Regions from separate parts of the Rattus norvegicus genome. Here region 1 is linked to region 2. A link is a contact called in public Hi-C data. All regions are on one chromosome and are shown on one strand. Each heading gives the region's core, a stretch centred on a gene start, on an enhancer-like site or on the middle of the called end of the contact. The rest is flanking DNA. Distances are from core to core; before and after follow the strand shown. Region 1 overlaps Mmp15 (matrix metallopeptidase 15). Region 2 holds the start of Cfap20 (cilia and flagella associated protein 20).

Region 1 (7,027 bases), core at 831-3,330, 50 kb after region 2:
ATCACATAAATCTAAAGATGAAATAACGTTTTTGAAAAAAACTAAGACAAGGCAGATTTATGCAGGAGGATACAGACTGAAGAGGAAAAAAAGAAGAGAAGAGAAAAGAAAGAAAGAAACAAACATAAACCCCAAACCCAGACAGGGATAGATAGGGCAGACCAGGATGTCACGTCTCTTTCTTTCAATACACATGATCTGTTTGGATGGAGCCCAGCAGAGGAGAGAAGGACAGAGAGGGAGAGGATGGTGGAACTCCTCTGCAAGCTCTCTAGATCACTCAAAATGTTTACAAATCCACTCCCGATTACTGTTAAAGAACTAACTAAAAATGGAAAATCTTGAAATATAGAAGTGGAACAGAAAGTGTTCTTCCCATGAAATCTGTGCTGTCCTTTCCTCTGAGCCTTCCCTGCCCCCTCCAAAGCCAGACATGCTCAGGAGGCCTAGGCAGGAAGATCCCAAGTCTGAAGCCAGCCTGGGCTATGCAGGAAGACCTTCTCTCAAAAAGAACCCCAAAGCAGGCCAAACGAGAAAACCACTTCTTTCTGCCTCCCTATTATTTGGGTGACCCAAGGTGAGGAGGTGGTTATGGGGTGGGAGTTGTCTCTTTTGGGGACACGGTAAGGGCCCATATAAGGCAAACTTTTCCACAGAGCACAGCAAGCCCTGTAGGCCCATAACATTTCCAGAAACCCTTGGAACTCTTGGAAACCTGTTCTGCTCCCCTCACCCCCAAATCCCCATTCCCTACCTCCACCCCAGTCTAACAGGCGCTGGTCCTGGTGGCTTCTCTTTCTTTATTATAGACTTATTTACTTTATATATATTAATACACCATCACTGTCTTCAGACACACCAGAAGAGGGCATCAGATCCCATTGCAGATGGTTGTGAGCCATCATGTGGTTGATGGGAATTGAACTCAGGACCTCTGGAAGAACAGTCAGTGTCATGAACCACTGAGCCATCTCTCTTGCCCCTGCTTTCACTCCCCCTGCTCCTCTGCTTTCTCTTTAAAAATAACATTATTTATTGTGTGAGGGATGGGGAGTTGGGGATGGAGGCCAGAGGATAACCTGCAGATGTCATTCTCGCCTTCCTCCAAGTGAATTCCAAAAATAAAACTCAGATCTTTGGGCTTGTTGGCCTTTACCTGATGAGCCACCTTACCAGCCCCTAAAATACATTTTCTTAGTCAGTAGAAGAACCAGAATACAATCCAAACTGGGTTATACTTCTTTTCACACCAACATAGCCATAAAATTAAATTGTGTGTGTGTGTGTGTATGTGTGTGTGTGTGTGTGTATGTGTGTGTGTGTGTGTGTGTGTGTGTGTGTGTGTGTGTGTGATGGTTTGAATAGGAATGACCCCCATAGACTCAAATATTTGAATGACTGGTCATTAGGGAGTGGCACTACTTGAGAGGGATTAGGAGGTGTGGCCTTGATGGAGGAAGTGTGTCACTGGGAGTGGGCTTTGGGATTTCAAATGCTCAAGCCAGGCCCAGTGTGTTTCTCTTCAAGTTGCCTCCAGATCCAGATGTAGAACTCTCAATTACTTCTCCAGTTCCGTGTCAGCCTTCATGCTACCGGGCTTCCCAGCACGATGTCAATGGACTGAACCTCTGAACTGCAAGCCAGCCCCAATGAAGTGTTTCCTTTTTAAGTGTTCCCACGGTTAGGGTGTCCCTTCACAGCGATTAGAACACTGACCAAGACAATGTGTGTGTTACACGTTCGTAATTTCTAAATCTTGTTCGTTATTTTTAATGGAAAGGCTTGGGAATACAGGTGTCTAGAGCATGTCCTTGTGCTTGAAAAAGACAGAAAGCACATATTTCCGACCAGGGGGCCACACCATTACTGTTGTTACTGGACTCTTCCTGTTCTGTAGCAGGGACAGCAATGGACAATAGTCATAGAGGGGTGCAGTCAAGCTGCAGCCAGGCACTGTGGAAGCAGCTAGGAGCTGGCTCAGGTTGGAGTCTTAGTCTGCAGTTCCTGCAGTTTGTACTCAGCAGCTGCCTATGTTTGCTGAGTGTTGACACAGGTCAACAGTGGAGCCCGATTCTCATCCAGTAGGGACACAGGCGTTTACCGAGTCGAGGTCAGTTTTCATATCTCTTCAGTCCTTGTTTGCTGTGTGACATTGGGCAAATTGCTGTCCTTTGCTGGACTTCTGCTGCCTGTCAGTAAATGGGGGGGACACTCCCTTTGCCAGACTGCCTGGAACAAATGTTACAAAGGTCATGGAGGAACCTGCAACAGGAACAGAAGGTTTCCACGGGCAGCTAGGGGGAAGGAACTGATACTTCTTAGAGGTCTGGTGGCCTGGGGAATGTCAACTTGGCACAGGAAAAAGGAGGTGGAGCCGGTCAATAACATGACCCGAAACACAAACAGTCCCCAGAGAGGGGCCGAAACTCTCAGGTTGGTGAAAACATGCTTGTCAAGTTTCTGTGCTGCCTCTGAGAAAGACCTCGGAAGGTGGCCCAGGCTGGTCTCAGCTGGCGGTGCTGTCAGGAGTTGGCAGTCACTTGACCGCTACAGTAGCACTGAATGCCCCAGACTGCTGACAGACCAGGTCATTTCCTCAGAGCCAGAGGTGGCATATCAGGGGCAGAGCGTAGGGAGGAGCCCCACGCTTCTGTCTCACCGGGGACCACCTAAGACCCACAAACACTCTCCAGGGTGCCTTGAAGGGGCAATCTGAAGGTGTGTGTGAAAACAGACACAGTGTTGGGCACCTGGGAAGCTCAGGTTCTTTGCAACTGTGTCAGGACTTAGATTCACTGCAGACAGCTTGAACCAAAGACAATTTTCAAGACCTAGAAAAGTGTAGTCAGGTTCCTCGGGCTCTAAGGGGATGTCAGGAGTTAGGCCAGAAGAACTGGGCACCTCCGTGGGAATGGGGGATGGGGAGCCTAGATGGTGAGAGCTATTGACAGAGAGAAGGCCCTGGCTTAGGAGCTGTGCCCGCTCCCCTGCGCATAGAAGTACTCTTCCACTAGAGAGCTAGACTTCCAGTGCACTGGCCTGGGTTCTTCCCAGTACGTGGAAGCCCTTCATGGGGAGCAGAAGACCGTTGCAAGATCAGTAAAGGGTCTGGGGAGATAGCTCAGGGGCAGAGCTTAGACAAAATGCTAACAGTAAAGGTGACTGCTATCCAAACACACAGACCTGAGTTCAAACCCACAGCACCCACAAAAACCCAGGGGTGGTTGCGTGTGCCCGTGGTTTCAGTGTGTGTAGAGGGAGCAGGACAGTGCAGAGACAGACACCTGGACTTCACTGGCCAGCCGGCTAACTAGGTGAAACATATTCCAGTTCAGCGACGGACTAAGGACTAAGGTGAGGAAGAAGGGAAGACACTTAAAACCCTCCTATGGGCTCCACGTGTATGCACACTCGTGCACATGCATATACATGTACATATACACACACCCAAAATAAAGAAACTTAAAAGACCAGTAAGGGGTCAGGAATTGGAGATCTGCAATCCCAGCACTCGGGTAAGGGGTGGGGCTAAGAAGAAGACTGCAAGTTTGAGACAATCCTGGGTTACATGGGCAAGACTACCTCACACACAATATAAAGCAAACCCCGAGGGGAGGAGTCATGGCCCAGACAACTTTCTCTCTAGGCCTCAGTATCCCCATCTATCGGAGCGGGTCAAGTAGTTATGGACACAGGTTTTAGGACTGTGCTCAATTGCTCGTGGATGGTATGGGGTTCAGCTGCCCCTCTCAGTCTGGGGACTAGGAATAATTCCTCAGAGGACCCGGCCCCTTGCTGTGGTATGCTGGGTGTGGATGACACCGGATGTCCAGGAGGAGCCTGGGTGTTGGCTTAGAAATGGGGAGAGTAGAGGCTATTTCTGGAAGCCTGAATCTGGGAGACACGTGGGTATGGGAGGTGTTGGGCACTCGGGGAAGAAACTTGAGCCAAGGCTTGAGCTCAGCACTTGGGAAGCTGTACCAGTGCTGGGGTGGGGCAGGAGAGGGGCCTGACAGCTGAGAGGGAGCCAGGAGGAGCAGAATGCCCCTCCTCCAAGGCACCTGTCGTCAGGCTCCTCTGAACTTTGGGCCCACCCCATAAACACCCCTGGAGAGGCAGCAGAGAAGCCATACTGTCCAGCACCCACCCCTCAACCCCATGCCAGCATTCCCAGCAGGGAGAATTCAGCACAAGCCACTGAGAGCCTCCCACGTCTCTCTCAGCGACAACTTTCAAGTCTTGTAACTGAATTAGACGCGGCTGTTAGCCCTGTTCCTCAGATTAGGGTTTTGGGTTTGGAAAGGTAGAGTGACCTGCTCAAGGACACGGTTTATAAGTTACGGAGCATGCTCAGTCTCTGCGTGCCCGTTTTACGGAGCATGCTCAGACTCTGCGTGCCCGTAACCGCGGGCAGGCTGCACAATGAGTAAGACACAGCTAGGTTAGCCAGAGGTGGGAGGAGACCCAGCCACCTTAAGAGTGGCGGGCGGGAATCTAGGAAACACAAGAGACATCCAGGTCTTGAAGCTAGAATTCCAAATCCGTGAAATGGACAGAGAAGCGTCTTCTCAGGGAGGGAAGAGCGTGGGGAAAACCCCAGACTTGGAAAGTGTGAGTGGCCTACCTGGGGTCACTGGGATGAGGGCTGGGCTAAGGCTGCTGTGGCGTGACAGTGTCCCGATGCTGGTAACTGCTCTCCACCACACTCTGTGGTTTCCCAGGTTGTTTGGTGGGGACATAAAGCCAGGGTTTCAGAGGCAGAACTGAAGGATGCATGGGCAGAAAGTCCTACTCCTCTCAGACTTACACAGAGGGTCGTGCAGAGGGATGGACGGCACTGGGTGGACAGGAGGCCCGCCATTCCCTCTGCACTGGAGAATGGCTTCTGTGTGTACCACAACAAAAAGGCCTTTCTGCCAAGTGGAGGAGAGGAGGCAGCCAGACTGGCTCAGTCCAACCCCAGCCTGAAAGGAGGCTTCTGTCCTAGGCCCTGGAATCTTGGAAGCAGAGAATGAAGGAGGCTGGGGTTGGGTGGGTGTCCGGTCCTCGTCTCATTCCTCATCAGTACCAGGTGGGAAAGGCAGGGCAGGAGTTTTCTGGCTTGGTCTGCCTAGGTCTGATCCCAGCATGACTTCCTAGCTGTGTGGCCTTAGCCAAGTCACTTGCCCTCGGGGACCTACTTTCCTTCTGAATAAAATGTGAGAGGAAGCATGCTGGTTCGCCAGGGTCATAATCGCGCTCAGACACGGCCAATGCCAGGCTCCCACCACCCTTTCTGTGTCAGGTCATGCTGCTCTTCTTCGACTTCAGGTTGGGGTGAACCCCGGGCGCCTGGGTCTGCATGCCGCTCTAAGTGTCACAGACAAGCAAAGATTGGAGACACCCTGAGGGGGATTATAGTGACTCCGTACCTTCTTGAACGTCTTATTTAGAAAAAAAAAATACTTGAGAACTAGTAAAAGGGATGTTGAGGGAATGGGGGTTGGTGGGGGGCCCCTGATTTCTTGGGTTGTAGCAGAGTACAGGTTACTCATCAAGCAGCTTCTTGAGGAGTCAAGGCCTCTGTCAGGTGTTTCCTGTGACCTTTGCTCTAAGGAGTAAAGAAGGGCTATGAGAGCAGGCTTTGCTCATCTCCGAACCCCATATCTCCTTCCACCCGCCTAGTCCTCTCCATGTATCTGATCACCCCAACAGCACAGGCTGAGGCAGGGCAGGCTGGGGATTATATATAGGAAAGCCAAGATGGGTCCTCCCTGGTCCCTACCACCTGCTGCTCTGTGAGTTGAGGAGCTCAGAGCTACTCTGGGCTTTGAGGGCCAACCCTTTTAATTCTCCTCAGCCCACTCCTATACAAAGAGAGGAAGGGGTGGGGTGGAGAGTCCGGATAGAGAGCCCTGTTGAAGGACCTTGCTGATGACTTAGCAAGGGTAAGTGATGGAAGGGAGCCTCCGATTTGGCTCAGGACTTGACACGGGAACTTCAGATGGACCCCAGTTCAGCAGCCACACCCAGCCCTACAGCATCCCAGTTCCTGTAGTCTTGGGGCCTGTGGTGGGGGTGCCCCTGCAGACAAGGCAGCAGGTTCTAGTGCATTTTATTCTCCCGACATGGAGGGAAGATTCTGGAGGCAAAGTGGCCCTGTTACTTGACTCTCTTCAGACCCATCCCTCAGTTCTCGTTCAAGCCACCTCTCAGGCTGCCCAAAATCCAGTCCAGGTGGGTGGGACGATTGGGCGGCCTCATCTGGCTCTTCTTATCGCTGCCGATGTGGAGTGGTTTGAGAAGGTAGGCTGTCCCTCTCATCACCACCAATGCCAAATAAACCTGGTTCTGGGCCTCAGCCCAGTCAGTCCTCCCCCATCCCCAACCCCCACTCCCCGTTCTCCCCACACTCTTCCCTGGCTCCCTGGACTCCATCCCAAAGGTCCTCCCAAACTGGGAGTAGGATATTCCTCAGCAGCCCAGCCTGGCCCCAACCCTGCCAGGCAGGTCTTCCGTGCCGCATGCTACAGCCCAGGCATACAAACTCGGCCACACTCGCCGGCTGTACATTTAATCAGTGCACATTATTTACAGAACTAAACGATGCGGGGAGGGGGTGGATGGCCCCACCCCTCGCTGGCTCTCAGGTTCTGTAGAGGTGATACCTAAAGGGTGCTGCTGGCACACCCCTCCCATCTGTCACCTCTAGTGCCAGGCTCTAAGAATCCACCACTTGCAGAGAGGCGGTGACCCAGAGGACCCTGGGTGGCCGCCCTCAAGGTTTAGGAGGCAGAAGAGCCAGAGCCAGCTGTTACAGTACCATTTCCCACAGAAGCCTCCTGCTGACTCCAGGATGAAGAGAGGAAGGGGGGCCCCCCTTTCACCCCTAGGACACTTCCCAGGCCTTAGTGGATTCCTTTGGGGGTTCCACAGGCTCTGTGTAGGGTGAGCTGCTGGCCTGAGCCTAGTAGTGTTGTGTGGGAACAGGAATCTGGAAGGGAGGAAGTCCATAGTCTGGTCTGGGACCTGCTGAACATCCACACTG
Region 2 (6,565 bases), core at 3,844-6,343:
CTGGACTAACCCTCTGGAGCTAGAAGCGAGCCCCCAGTCACATGCTTTCTTATATAAGCTGCTTCGGTCATGCTGTCTCTCTACAGCACTAGAACAGGAGCTAAGGCAGTAGTTAAGGATCTCAAAATGGTGTACTGGATTCAAGGTGGGCCTTAAATCTGACGGCGAGTATCCTTATTAGTGGATACAGAAGAGAAGAAAGCAGCCGTGTGAAAATGAATGGAGAGTTTTTATATTACCGTCAGCCAAGAATTACTCAGGCCAGGAAGGATTTTTTTCCCTCTAACATCTTCGAAGTTGAGTGGCTCTGACAACACTGATTTTGGACACCCCACCTCCAGGACAGAAAAAAGTTCTGTTGTTTTGGGTCACTGAGGATGTACTATGGCGTCTGTGATGGTTTGAATAAGCTTGGCCCAGGGAGTGGCGCTATTAGGAGGTGTGACCTTGTTGGAGTGGGTGTGTCACTGTGGCTTTAACACAGTCATCCTAGCTGCCTGCAAGCCAGTATTCCACTAGCAGCCTTCAGAGGAAGATGTAGAACTCTCAGCTCCTCCTGCACGATGGCTGCCAGGATGCTGTCCTGCTCCCACCTTAATGATTATGGACTGAACCTCTGAACATGTAAGCCAGCCCCAATTAAATGTTGTCCTTATAAGAGTTGCCTTAGTAATGATGTCTGTTCACAGCAGTTAAACCCTAAGACAGTGAGTGTCATTTGTCGTGGCAGCCATAGGAAGTATGAAAGTAAGTTTGTTTTTTATTTTATTTTATTTCCCTTTTTAGACAGGGTCTATGTAGCCTTGGCTGTCCTGGAACTCGCTCTGTAGGACTAGACTGGCCTCAAACTCCGAGATCCGTCTACTCCTGCCTCTGGAATGCTGGGTAAAAGGTGTATACCACCAAGCTCGGCAAGACACTTTTGTTAAACAAATCTATAACAATCTAATCTTTTTTTAAAGATTTATCTATTTTATATTGAGTACACTGTAGCTGTCTTCAGACACACCAGAAGAGGACATCAGGTCCCATTACAGATGGTTGTGAGCCACCATGTGGTTGCTGGGAATTGAACTCCTGACCTCTGGAAGAGCAGTCAGCGCTCTTAACCACTGAGCCATCTCTCCAGCCCTATAACAATCTAATCTTAGGGGTTGGGGATTTAGCTCAGTGGTAGAGCGCTTGCCCTGGGTTCGGTCCCCCAGCTCCGAAAAAAAAAAAAAGAAAGAAAGAAAAAAAAAAAACAACAACAACAATCTAATCTTAATCAAAATTGAACAATAAATTTACTGTAAAATCTGAATGGAAAAATAAAACCCCATGAATATTAGACAAACTAGTGCACTGACAATTCTGGAATTTTGATCTCTAAAATAAAAAACATGGAAATATTACAAGAATGTGCTTTCTTTTTAATCCCAGGTGTGGGATATGGGGCCGTTTCAGACTGTCCACAGCAGTTGACTATGATTTGCCTCTTGCTCTAGCAGAGGCGTTGTTTTGTCTGCTGCAGATAGAATTCTGGGAGATTTTTCAGAGGCTATATAAATGCTACGGCCCAAAGAGGCAGGGTTGGTGGTTGGTGATTGGTTGCTAGTAGTTACGCTTAAAGAAGAAACAAAAGAAAAAAGAAATTAGATTCAGAGTCCTTCATCCTTCTTTATCTCCTCTCTAGTCATAGGGGGTGAAACCAAGAGCAGGGGGATAGAGGGTGGGGGGAAAAAGAATGCACAAAATAACAAAGACCTGTTACAAACTAGCTTTGGAAAAATAGAAAATGTTTGCCCTGTTAGATATATCAAGGTACACCACAACACTGACATAAATGTAGTCTGTATCGGTATAAGCACTGCTTTCTTTTTCCCTTTGGATTTTTCAAGGCAAGGTTTCTCTGTAACCCTAGCTGTCTTGGAACTCACTGTGTAGAACAGGTAGGCCTCAAAGTCAGAAAGCCATCTGCCTCTGCCTCTCTGCGCCTCTGCCTCTCTCTCTGCCTCTCTCTGCCTCTGCCTCTCTCTCTGCCTCTCTCTGCCTCTCTGCCTCTCTGCCTCTCTACCTCTCTACCTCTCTGCCTCTGCCTCTCTCTCTGCCTCTCTCTGCCTCTGCCTCTCTCTCTGCCTCTCTCTGCCTCTCTGCCTCTCTGCCTCTCTACCTCTCTACCTCTCTGCCTCTGCCTCTCTCTCTGCCTCTCTGCCTCTCTGCCTCTCTGCCTCTGCCTCTGCCTCTGTTTCCTCTGCCTCTGTTTCCTCTGCCTCCTCTGCCCCTTGAGTGCTGGGATTAAAGGCCTGCAACTGGCGTTTTGTATAAGCACTTTGAACAGGAGACTAGAAGAGAGAGCTCAGAAAGAGACAGGTGTAAATATGGAAACTTATTATACACAAAAGTGGTCTTGAAAACCACTGAGAAAAGGAGGTCTCGGACGTGCCACTGACAGAAATGGGTGGCCTACATAGGAAAGCAAAGCTGTCAACGCCACTCAGCAGCAGATGCTTCTGAGGTGAATGCTAGGCCTCACAAACCAATAAAGGATGAAGAGCCTCAGTGGAGACGTGGGTAAAAAACACAAACGAGCAATTAAAAAATAAAGTCTCTGTGTGTGTGAGAGGAGGGATGTGTGTGTGTAGGAAGCTCAGAGAACAAATTGAGGCAGTCACTCATCTATCCTGTGGGTCAGATCCTCAGGCTTCGTGACAGGTGTCTTTACCAACGAATCCCTCTTGCCCACCCCAAATAAAAGCAATTACACACCTGCGAAGAGGGGCGGGAGAGACGGCTCCGCGGTTAAGAGCACTGGGGGAGGGTGCACAGACATCCATGCAGGGAGAGACATCCCCATACACATATAATAAAAACATAGAAGTGACTTTAAATTAATTTTAAATGCCTATGAAAAGATGAGCCAGCCTAATAGTAGTCAGAAAGTGAAAAAAATAAGCCAAAACAACATGTACATAGTTCAGACCTGCAAATTTTAGAAAGCAGACTAATGGTTGTCACTATACGCATTGTCTGTGGGAACGTCAATGGCTACATGATTTGCAAGAGCCATTCGGTCCAACTGGACCGTGTTTATTCCTATCTAGTAACTCTGGAGCAGACACACAAGCCAAAGAAGTTCTCATCCGGGTTTTTAAGGGGAAGATGTATAAAGATGGCCATTCCTGGGGGAGGGGAGAGATAAATGCAGATGCCTGGCTGGGAGGACAGTGATGGATTCCACACGCACTGGTCCAGAGGATGGATCTTAGCAACCACAGCCTCTGAGGCTGTCTGCACACATTAATATGTGATGGGATGAGGGCAGATTAAGGAGGACTGGGCAGGTAGCCATGGGGACAATATACAGAGGCATACAATTATTTCTGAATGGTGATATTATGAGTGACTGTAATGTTACTTTTTATAGCTTCCTCAATAATCTGTATTACATTAATCAGAAAAAAAAAGCCATGAGACAGGGTTCAGAACCTCCTGAGGAGTTCAGTTATTACCTTAATTATTTATTAGTCATTCCGTTTTCTATTTCCAGACTTAGTACTGGTGAATTATTTCTAGAAATAACTTACTTTTTCTAAGATATCAAGTGGTTAATTATATGCAACATTTAAATCACCATAGAAACTCATACGCCATCATTTCTTTCTTATGTTGAATCGTTTTCCTCCTGAGGATATTCTGAACAACTTAAAAACAAGTTATAAATTATTCACTTGGCTTAGAGTACATAAAGAATCTCCAGATATCATGCAAAAATAAATTCCATATAACAAGTTTCATTTTTATACAGTAATAGATTCACATATTTTTCACGATATCTAGAAATTCTGGCTGGAGTACTCAAAGTTCTGGTGTGAGGGTTGAGTGAGTTAATGCAAGGTAAGGCGCTGCCTATACCTGTCACACAGTAAACGTGTAAACTTTGCAACTATGATCGTTAAAATTGCTAAAGTGATTGCCTTTGCTTCAAACTCTTTAAAACGAATCAGCTGGGGTTGGGGAATTTAGCTCAGTGGTAGAGCACTTGCCTAGCAAGCGCAAGGCCCTGGGTCCCCAGCTCCGAAAAAAAAAAGAAAAAAACCAACCAACCAACCAACCAAACAAACAAACAAACAAACAAAAAACCCGAATCAGCTATTGGTTCAACTGGACCAGTCCAATTGTGTTTAATTTTTATTAATTTTCGCTTATATCTTTTTTTTTAAAGATTTATTTATTTATTATATATAAGTACACTGTAGCTGTCTTCAGATACACCAGAAGAGGGCATCGGATCTCTTTACAGATGGTTGTGAGCCACCATGTGGTTGCTGGGAATTGAACTCATAACCTCTGGAAGAGCAGTCGGGTGCTCTTAACCGCTGAGCCATCTCTCCAGCCCAATTTTCGCTTATATCTTAATGTTCAGGCTTTCTTGTTTTCGGATCAATGCATTTAAAGAGATGTTTTCCCCAGGGTATTGCTTTCACATCGTCTCACTCACCGTGACTTGATAACTAAAGATGATGATGTAAATAGGGCACTCAATACTGATTCATTAGCTTACACATTCTTCTGTCTCCTGTTCTCCTGGGCCAACCCACATTTGTTTTTTGAGACAGGGTGTCTCCGAGTCCTGGCTGTCCTGGAGTTAGTTATGTACTCCAGGCTGGCCTCAAATACAGAGAACTTTCTGCCTCTGCTGGGATTAAATCCGGTGCTAGGATTAAAGTCTGGCATCAACACACCGAGGGTAATGCTTATCTGTACTTGGCACAAAGCCACCTTCCTTACTCTTCCCGCCCTTCAGGGGAGGTGTCTGGCGTGACTCCACCCCTCCACACGCCTCCCGGTTCCCATGACACCACGCAGGCACTGTAAACACGTGCGGTAACTTCTTACGTCTCCTTCCGCTGTTCTGAAGCAAGTCTCGGCTGCAGTGGGGAGGGGCGGGGAATAGTCCCTTGGCAACCGAGTTCCGCTCCGGAGGGGGCAGGAAGGGGCGGGCCTAAGGGCGGAAGGAACCGGAAACCGCTCTTTCTGCGGTAGGACTGGGTGATGCGCCTCCGGGAGGCGGGCCCAGGCGTGCGGAGGGATCCGTGGCTGGCCGCGGCGGCGCTCCGCCTCCTCTCAGGCAGGCTTGGCGGCGCGGGCGGCAGTTGCTGTGGTTTCGGTGCTGAGGTGGCTGTGTGTTCACCGAGGCTTGCGGATCCGCCGCTTCCCGCCGTCAGTGGCTGCAGCTCAGTGTCCTTCCTTCGGACCGGCGGCACCCTCTCTCTTTCGCCGTTCGGTTCCGATTTCCAGTCCCGGGCCTAGGGCGGCTGCGGGGCCGCGGCTGGCGAGATGTTCAAGAACACGTTCCAGAGCGGCTTCCTCTCCATCCTCTACAGCATCGGCAGCAAGCCCCTGCAGATCTGGGACAAAAAGGTGAGCGATGGGGCGGGGTGTGGGCGGGGCACTCGCCGCCCACGAAATGGTGTGGCTACTGAGCCTCGGCTTCCTGGTCAGTAGAATGGGTGCAGGGTCCACAGCCTAGCTTGAAACGCATAGTCCTTTGATGAAAGACATGCATGTGTTCGCTGATACCAGGCATTGTGCTGCCCTCTAGACAGAGGGCCTCTTTCCCGGGCATCCTGAGCACCGGCCAAGCCAGAGGTGTTCCGGTCTCATTCATTAGCCCCCTCCATTTCATTGACCGCCGATAGCCTGACCTTTGGAACTTGGCTGCGAGCTTTCTTTAACTTAGAGTCCGTACTGTTCCTCCTGTACCGGCTTTCTCCGAAAACTGCACAAAGGTGATTGTTAGAGGCTTCTCAAGAGCCGCAAGTGCAGACCCAGTGTCAAGCCTCCGTATTTTTATCTAGCCGTCCTCTGGAATGGATGGTATCTTCGTTTGCCACATGAGATGGTGGCCTTCCCTGCTCACTTTTGGAGATGTTAAGAGCTAGCAGAAATGCCTTGGCGTTTCTTTTCTCGTGAAGATTCGTTTTTTTTTTTTTTTAAATACAAAGTGGGCACTCTAATGCGGAAGCCAGGTGATTTAGGGAGTAGCTTTAGTTCTGCCCTCGGCGGGGGAAGATGGAGAGAGGTGGTGTTCATAGAGATGTATATAGAATGGGTGGAATAAGTCAAGATTATTGTTAGTGGAACGAGAACAATGCAGTGTCTTTCCTAATTCACAGAGGAGGGCTTTGAGGCGCATAGTGGTTGACAGAGTACCTGACTTGCCTTCAGCTTGTCACTGCTAGAGAGTCGTGTGTTCTGAGGACAGTTTTGAGAGAAGCCTGTTGGAAGTATCGTGTCATTTGGCCAAGTCAGTTGAGAGCTCAACAAGATCTGGCCTTTGGTACGTGAGCAGTCTGACCAACTCTTTCAGATCCATAGCCAGAGTTATGTCAAGAGTATGGCGTAGGAAGCAGACCCTTAACTTCCCCCATTCTCCTGAGTGTTTATTCATTTTGAAATGAAGCATCAGGAGTTCTTAAATCAGACCTCTGCACCGAGAACCCAGAGCAAGTCCACCTGGCAGTGTTTGGAGGAGGATGCTCACCAGCTTGGTATCTGGACAGTTACGATGGGAGAGAAGTGT

What was found. Hi-C and Micro-C count contacts between places; a contact is called where the count stands out from the background.
Region 1: a Hi-C map of liver shows a contact between it and region 2, with 1.9 times the contacts expected there. The contact joins the enhancer-like site here to the promoter of Cfap20 in region 2. A contact is called at or near these places in 3 of 12 Hi-C or Micro-C datasets (hepatocytes, kidney and liver).

What each region holds. Positions count from the first base shown.
Region 1 is chr19:9,662,986-9,670,012 of GRCr8, forward strand. It overlaps Mmp15 (matrix metallopeptidase 15), which reads right to left. Exons shown (of 10, transcript NM_001106168.2): 10 at 6,521-7,027. Among named protein-coding and RNA genes, the nearest start is that of Mmp15, 25 kb to the right of the region's middle. Within about 2 kb of position 2,081, at least 13 of the 93 cell types and tissues checked have an H3K27ac peak or open chromatin away from gene starts, as enhancers often do. A contact at or near this core is called in hepatocytes and liver, where this site is marked.
Region 2 is chr19:9,609,885-9,616,449 of GRCr8, forward strand. It overlaps Cfap20 (cilia and flagella associated protein 20), which reads left to right and starts at 5,094. Exons shown (of 6, transcript NM_001399181.1): 1 at 5,094-5,403. The coding sequence starts at 5,320.